Linked DNA regions of Anas platyrhynchos: region 2 is linked to region 1. A link is a contact called in public Hi-C data. All regions are on one chromosome and are shown on one strand. Each heading gives the region's core, a stretch centred on a gene start, on an enhancer-like site or on the middle of the called end of the contact. The rest is flanking DNA. Distances are from core to core; before and after follow the strand shown. Region 1 holds the start of AP2A2 (adaptor related protein complex 2 subunit alpha 2). Region 2 holds the start of PPP6R3 (protein phosphatase 6 regulatory subunit 3).

The links. A called contact is a pair of places that touch in the nucleus more often than the background predicts.
Region 2: a contact with region 1 is called in a Hi-C map of liver, with 5 times the contacts expected there. The contact joins the promoter of PPP6R3 here to the promoter of AP2A2 in region 1. A contact is called at or near these places in 3 of 8 Hi-C or Micro-C datasets (liver, skeletal muscle and subcutaneous adipose tissue).

Annotation. Positions count from the first base shown.
Region 1 is chr5:46,884,955-46,888,769 of IASCAAS_PekinDuck_T2T, forward strand. AP2A2 (adaptor related protein complex 2 subunit alpha 2) reads left to right here and starts at 1,790. Exons shown (of 23, transcript XM_027459677.3): 1 at 1,790-2,001. The coding sequence starts at 1,935. CHID1 (chitinase domain containing 1) reads right to left here and starts at 1,578. Exons shown (of 13, transcript XM_072038957.1): 1 at 1,442-1,578.
Region 2 is chr5:47,039,737-47,043,551 of IASCAAS_PekinDuck_T2T, forward strand. PPP6R3 (protein phosphatase 6 regulatory subunit 3) reads left to right here and starts at 1,954. Exons shown (of 23, transcript XM_072038968.1): 1 at 1,954-2,089. TRNAA-AGC (transfer RNA alanine (anticodon AGC)) reads right to left here and starts at 1,391; the gene lies at 1,319-1,391.

The DNA of each region.
Region 1 (3,815 bases), core at 540-3,039:
GACAGAACTGATATACATAGCCTTTAAGTGTCACTCTGCTCTCAAGAGTAGAAATTAGTTCAACATCTTATTTTGTTTAACTCTAATATTTGTTTGTTTGTTTGTTTGTTTTTCAGAAAAAAGGAATTCCTATGTAGTGAAATCTTAAGTTTTCAGCTTTGAAGGTAAATGGAAATTATAGTTAAACATCAGTATTTGATTATAAAACTCTGAAAAAGCACAATTTTCTTCATCTAAACTTCCTTATCCAGAGCAGCTGCATTGTGCACAATTGCCACTAGCTGCACTTGGTCTACTATGCCCAGGGAGGAAAGGACACATTCCTGACTACCAGATGCTATCATTTTCTCTTTCTAATAAATATCCAACTGAAAAGCACTGGTGTAAAAATGTATCCTGAAAACATGCAGAAAAGACACTTGAGAGGTGACCTGGCTGAAGTGTGCCACCACTATCTGAAAAAGAGTATCAAGTATTGCATAGCTCTCTATTTATGAGAGAAAAATATATCATTAACTTATGGGCACTGAAGCTTGATAAATTTAAGTAAGATGCGAGCTTTAAATGAGGAGCATTAACCATGGGAACAAACTACCCAGAGAAACAGTACATTTGGTACCTTTTGATGATGTCAGATCAAAACTATGCCTTTCTGGACAACGGACTGTGACTAAAATCTAGTTTTTGGCTCAATGCAGGGAAGAAAAAAAAAAAAAAAAACACACACACACACACACACAAAAAAAAAAAAAAACACAAAAAAAAAAAAAACACAAAAAACAAAACAAAAACCGTGCAAAATGAAATAGTTTGAAGAATACAAGAAAACAGATTAAATAAATTCCTGAGTGGTCTCCAGTAGTCTTAAATCCCATGATTCTAGAGGTCATTATAACCTGCTAAGTCTACTAATAATTTGTGTTATGACTGAACCTCTCAACACACTGTGGTTTAGGGGGACTAGGCCAGTTTTGACACCCTTTGAATCTATTTTCAACTGGTGAGATTAAATGCTCTGTGCAGTCCAACCTCTTTGGTGTGTTTAAGAAAGTTTAACCTTGAAATGTTTTCCATCTCAGGAGCAGATGTGGCGTGGGACTGTGTTGCTCTGCAGGTTCATGGCCTTCGAGGGAGACATGTGGCTCTGGCCTTGCACACCTGCACGCCCAGGGTAGCATGAATTGCCACGTGTAATGCAGAGCAACTGCACTGCTTACCCCAGGGGGTTGTGACAGGATCTGCATGTACCAGCTCTTCTAACTATGCAAGGCTTGTGATGGAGATCCCATGCACAGCTTTTGGGGCCCATTTTTCGCTGTAGGACTGAGATGCGTCCTGCGTTGGCCCGCGCTGGGGAAACCATGGTCTTACGTATCCTACTGTAAGGAGTCAGTACCTCCCTCTCCACACTTCAGAAATAAGATCCTAGATCAAAACTTACCGCTGAAATCCTACTTCCCTGTCAGATCTGCTGTCCCTCTCCTTCTCTCTCAGAAGCTAACACTCTCTGAGGCAAAACCCACACGCTCCTCCTTCACCCATCACTAAAACCAGCGGGGGCAGGGGGTGAGGCAGGGATTAGGCCGTTCCTGAGGAGACACCGACGCCTCAGCAGAAGGACCCTGCGGCTCCCGCTTACCCCTTACAGGCCGTGCCCCACAAACCAGCCCCCAACACCGGCACCGGGGGTGCCGAGAGGGGCGTGAGGGGGCCGTGAGGGGGACACGGGGAGGGCAGGGCCGGGTCCCCGCCGCCTCCGCCCGCCAGGGGGTGTCCGAGCCTCGCCGCCCGCCGCCCGCCGTGGAGCGGGAGCCATCGCGGCGCCTGCGCGCAGCAGAGGCGGCGGCAGCGGCCTGAGGAGCCCCGCGGGGAGAAGCGGCGGTGGGGTTGCGGTGCTTTGGCGCGGCGCTGGGCGGCCGTGATCGCTCGCCACCATGCCGGCGGTGTCGAAGGGCGATGGGATGCGAGGCTTGGCCGTCTTCATCTCCGATATCCGCAACTGTGAGCGCCGGCCGGGGCGCGGTGGGGCCTGGGTTGGGCAGGGCAGGGCCGTGCCGTGCTGCGCCGGCCGGGCGATCACCGGGTGTTTTGGGGCCGGGGTGTAGGGGGGGGTTCCCTCGTCCTCCCCCCCTCGGCTCCCTTCTCTCCCCCTGGCCGCCGCGCCGGGCCGCCCGCGGCTCTGCCGCCTCACGAAATGGCGACGCGCCCCGGGGGGGCGGCGGGAGATGCGGGGGGGGGAGGAGAGCTCGAGGCGGGCAGCCGAAGGCTTTCTGCTGCGGGTTTGGGGTTAATTCACGGCTCTTTTGGTCTGGCCGGCTTGATTTTGTTTGTGTGGGGGGGTTGTCCCTTTGTTGTGGCCGAGGCCCCGGTGGAAAAGGGGTGCCGGGGGGCTCGGAGCCCGTCGGGGATCCCAAAGGGCGGCGGTGGGCGGCTGGGGCCGGGGTGGGCACCGGCGGTCGCCTCTCAGAGCCGCAGCGGGCTCTCGATGCAAAACGTCCCTGAAGGAAAGCAGGCCTCTGGAAGGCTGGCAGCGAGCAGGGCCTTCGCTGGGTGTGTTTACGCTTGGCTTCAGTCTGCTTTCAAATCCTGTTGTGATAGAAAGCAGCTCCTGGGATCTGCTCGGTTGTAATCGCTGAGGGAGCGTGGCCTGAGGGGGGCCGGGGACCCTCTGCGTAGGGCTGTGGTGCAGAGGGCAGAGAGGAGAAGTGTAGGGCTTGGTGGGGCTGGGGGCTGGCTGCCTTCCTTCCCAGCCCCGGGACCTGCATGAGAGAGCAGTTTAATATTAATCGAAGTCAGAGATCTAAGTGTGTGATGTGGCAAGAATTGCCTGGGGAAGGGCTAAGGTCGCTGTGGTTGGCGTGATGAAACGGCCATATATTTTGTCCACCTGCGCGGCTCCGGATTACCTGAGGCTATTTTAAAAGGAATGTCATCGAGGCTTCGTGTCTGACAGATAAACGTGGATTTGGAGACAATTTAATGTAAAATCATGGCGATCTAGCTAGGCGCATATTAGGATAACCAAACTGGCTTGGAAATGTCTCCACCTTCAGAGGGCTTTGTGGTGATGACTTCAGAATTAATCCAGGAGCAATAGAAAAGACTGGAGAGAAAAGTGGACTGATAAAATGAGACCCCTTAAATGTGCAGTTTCCTTCAACTAAATTCAGGTGATCTGGATTTATAGCCTAGTACGTAAAATTCAAGGTCCTGAATCTTCTCTATAGAAGGCGTTGTCTCAGCATTTTTTCATAACCGAGTTTCAGATCCTTAGGTTCCTTCAGACTTCGCTCTTAAAGGCCTTCTGCACATACAAAATGTGGTGTTATCAGTTCAAGGTTACTGACTCACTCTTGTGCTTTGGCTGGTTGGCCCAGTTTCCTGAGCATCTTCTAGTACACCACTGTTGTGTGCCAGCTGCATGTGTAACATAGTTTCACCTGGTGATAATGTAAGACTTTGTTGCTGATGTGTTTTAGGTCTTTTTGAATGACTTATTTCATTCATTTCACTAGAAGTACTAGAATTTTATTCTTCAAGTATCTCTTATGTCTTGCAGTTGGTCAGTATTCCTCCACTTGTGTTTCCTTCTACTCAATTTCTCTGAAGACAAGAGAAACATTCAAGGTCTTAGGTACCTAACATACATTAATAGATACGGAATTACAAGATTTAAGGTAGTAGGAAGAAGAAATTACTGTTTTTTTCCACGGGCTTGCCATTGTGTAGACAGTGCAGGAACCTGGATGAAACAACCACCTGTCTGTCCAGTTTGGACAGCAAACCACTCATGCTCTCTATGTCTGCAAGAGTGG
Region 2 (3,815 bases), core at 704-3,203, 150 kb after region 1:
GAGAAAGGACACAGCTAAAAAGTGGAACAGTCTATAGAGCCTTCTGGGCTGAGCATCAGCTGAAATAATGAATGAAGAAACAACGTCCCATTTCACATTGATGGTCTTGAGGATGCATTTTTTTTTACTTACTTATTTATTTCTTTTACTAAAATAAATATGCTTGCATGAAAAAGAAAACAAAACCAGGCTCTATGCCCAGAGGCCTAACTGCACAATTCTATGGCTCAGCAAGTGCATTTCATGCTGCTGTGTTTTGACCATATGTTAGTGACACATTAAGATCACATGTATCTGTAATTACTGAGGCTGTACTGACTTATTCAGGCAGAGTAAGATGCTCGTGTGCCTGACCCAGCAGTCACTAATCTCTTTCTAATAGAAGCAAACCACCAACCCTACAGCTTGGATAGGGCTTCTGGTCGCGGAGGTTTTGTAAAATAAGGATGTACCACTATATGCCGAAGAGTAAAATGAGCAAGGGTGGCTCCTCGCAGTGTAAAGCACGTTGTGACTCAATCCTTGGGAGAACCCCTGAAGCCTACAGAAAGCACAGCAAACTGTTGCCAGAAGTTGATGAACTGGTAGGAAAGATGTAGGAACGAGAAGAAAGCTGACGCTGCGTCCAGCCCTTTATGCAACTGGAATTATGAAACCAAGTACCTGAGCAGCTGGCAAGAGTTTCTGCTGCATGAGTGTGTGTCTGAAGTGCAAAGGTCAGGGCACGTGAGCCTGTTTGCAGCTATTATGTGTATGCCATTACAACAAATCTGCTGGCTCCCTTTTCCTTGGAAGCAAGCATCTTCACCTGGCTTTCACAGGTGTATTATAAACCACGGCTCCCTGCCTCCGTTCAGAGAAAGCACATGCTAATGGAAGCACTCTTTTATTCTTTTTTTTTTGCCCCCAGAAGTATCACCAGAGGCAAAGGTGCCCCAGAGGGGTGCCATGCCAGGGCCTTTGGGAAATGGGAGGGCTGCCCAGGGGGGTGAGGGGACAGCAGTGGTCACCAGCAGCCTGGCCAGAGGCGGTGTGAGGCTGTGAGGGAAGGCGGCAGGCGCCCTGGCTGGGTCTGTGCCTCAGAGACAGCATTTGGGGCTTTTCTCTGGTAAAAAGTCTGTCAGGGCACAGGGCAGGAAACTGCGGCGGGCCCAGGGGGTGAGATGTGGTTTGTAGGGTCGGGCTCAGCTCCCTGATCCCCCTTTCTCCCCTATTTTTACACCTTTTTACACTTTGATTTATTTCGTTGTGCTTTGGTAAAACACGCCTCAAACGTTGGGCGAAATTCACCCAGTTCCGGGTAAGAAAACAAATCCGCTGGAGAATGCGGGCATCGATCCCGCTACCTCTCGCATGCTAAGCGAGCGCTCTACCATTTGAGCTAATTCCCCGTGCTGCCGCCGCTCCCTGCCCGCCCTCCCCACACGGCCTCGCCCCCCCCCCCCCCCCCCCCCCCCCCCCGGGCTTGTTGTCAGGCAGTTTGGCGCCCGTGCGGCGCGCGCCGGGGGCGTGGCTCCGCGCGCCGGCCAATGGCGAGCCGCGGGGGGCAAGGCCAAAGGGAGAGCGCCAGCGCAGGCGCCCGCCCCTCCCGCTGTGGCCCTCCCGCCGGGTCCCCGCAGCTCAGCTCCGGATTGGACGGAGGGGGCTTTTTATTTTTTTTAAAAAGAGGCATCCGCTCTCCTGATTGGTCGAAGGGAACGCCTGTCATTTCGACGTCACCGTGTTGCTAAGCGGGGAAGGTGGGAAGCGAGGCGCGCCCGCCCCGTGCGCTGACTGGCTGACAACAACCCGAGAGCCCGCCCCCGCACCCCGTCCCACCCCGTCACAGCGCCGCGAGCGAGCGACTGACACCCGCGAATCCCCCAATCAGCGACGGCGCCTCGGCCGCTGCCCAATAGCAACGGCGCGTGGGGCGGCGGGGGGCGGTGCCGGGGCGGGATGATTGGCAGGCGGGGCGGAGGGAGGGGGGGGGCTGGCAGGAGCTGCTATGCCCGCCATCTTGGAGCGGCGGTGATGGTGGCGAGCGGAGCCCTGCCCGCCTGAGCGGAGCCAGCCGGGGCCGTGAGGCGGCGGGACGCGCCTCGCCGAGGTACGGCGGCTCCGCGGCTCCCTCCCGCCTCCCTCCCGCTCCCCTCGGGGAGCCGCCGCCTCGCTGCTGCCTCTCCCGCGCCTGCCCGGGCCTGGCGCCTGCCCCGCTCCGGCACAGGGGGGCTGCGGGCGCCCCTCAGGCAGCGCCGGGCTCGCCTCAGGCCGCGGGCCTCGGGCGGGCCCCGCCGCGCGCTCGGAGCCCAGGCCGGGCCTGGCGGGCCGAGGCCGGGGGGTGCCGCGGGCCTGGGCGCGGCGGGGAGGGCCCGGGCCGCGCCGGGGGGAGCGGTGCCTGCCCGCCGCCACGGGCTGCCTCAGCGGCACCTCCGGGGGTGGTGCCGGGGGCCGGCCGGGTTCCCCCCGCGGCTCTGGAGGGGGCGAAGGGGCCCCCAGCAGCGGGGGAGGTGCGCGGTGCCCCCCTGCAGCCCCTCGTCCCGCTGCTGTTGCTGCACAACTTTACTCGCGCTTCGCTGCTGGCTCTCGGTGCTGACACAGAAGCGCCTCCCTGGTACCTGCCTGCGCTTTCCTTCTCTAAACTCAGCTGCTACAGATTCCTGTAAACATATTGTGTAGTTACTGTTTTTTTTTCTCTCTCTTTTTTTTTTTTTTTTGTTGGCACCTTTTTCAAAATCAGAATTTATTAAGACTGTGGCAGTGTTTGGGGAAGCTTTAACTGCTGTTCAGTGCCTCTGGCAAAATCTGACTTTGACCCAGCCAGTTCTGGTGTTTTTTGTTTTACTTCAATGGCTAAAATGAACCTGCCGCTTCTCCTGTTCTTGTGTTACTTTAATGGTTAAAATCTTCTGTAAGCACGAGAGGGGGTTAGTGTTGTGTCTGGTGTCTCTGTGACATAAATACAGGTGGGAGGAAAGTCAGGATCTGCCCTGTCAGGACAAATGTTATTTAAGTAGCAACGCACCTATTCAAAGTTTCCTGTTGTTCTAATTTAGGAAAAGTCTTGTGAGTGGAAGAATACAGAAAACTTAGGGGTGGTCTAAAAGCTCTAGGAGATCTTCCTTGAAACACGTTGGCAACTTAAAAGTGAAAGGTTGTATCACTTGTTGCTTGTAGCAATACTATTTATAAAGTGTAATTCAGTAAAAGGAGTCTAAATGTACTCTAAGAGTATGCGTTGTTTCTTTTAAATACTGAATGCTAAACTGGTTTAGTTTCCACGTAGTAAACATATTCAGTAGATTGTGAACTGTACAAATACCAAATCCCTTGTTCTTTTTCTTTTGCTGGCATGCTGAAAGGTGGGAACTCTCCCTGTTGCAGTAACTACCTGGAACCCCCAAGTTTTTAAACTGCAATGTGTATCTTCCGGACAGCGTGTATACTAGTAGGAGTCTGTGTGATTACTTAGCTCCGTTTTACTTCTTTGTGCTCTCATTAATGAGGCATAGACTAACTGTAGCTTGCGAGAGTCTTTATTATGCAAATCTAACAGAACACTACTGAATTGTTTCAATATATAACTCGTTGATGAGGCTCCATGCAGATGTGGTAGCCAGTCAGCATGGTAGGTTCTTCAGTTTGTAATTGTAAGTACTTGTTTAAATGCACTTATTGGTTAGTTTCCTTCATCTATGATGTTGCTTGAACATAGATAATATGGTTTTATCTGCTTTCTGTATGAAAAACAGAATTCTTGTGCAGTATTGAACACTGTAATTCCTGAGTTACTAAAGGAATTTATCTTCTAATGCTACTGGAAGACTTTATTTTGG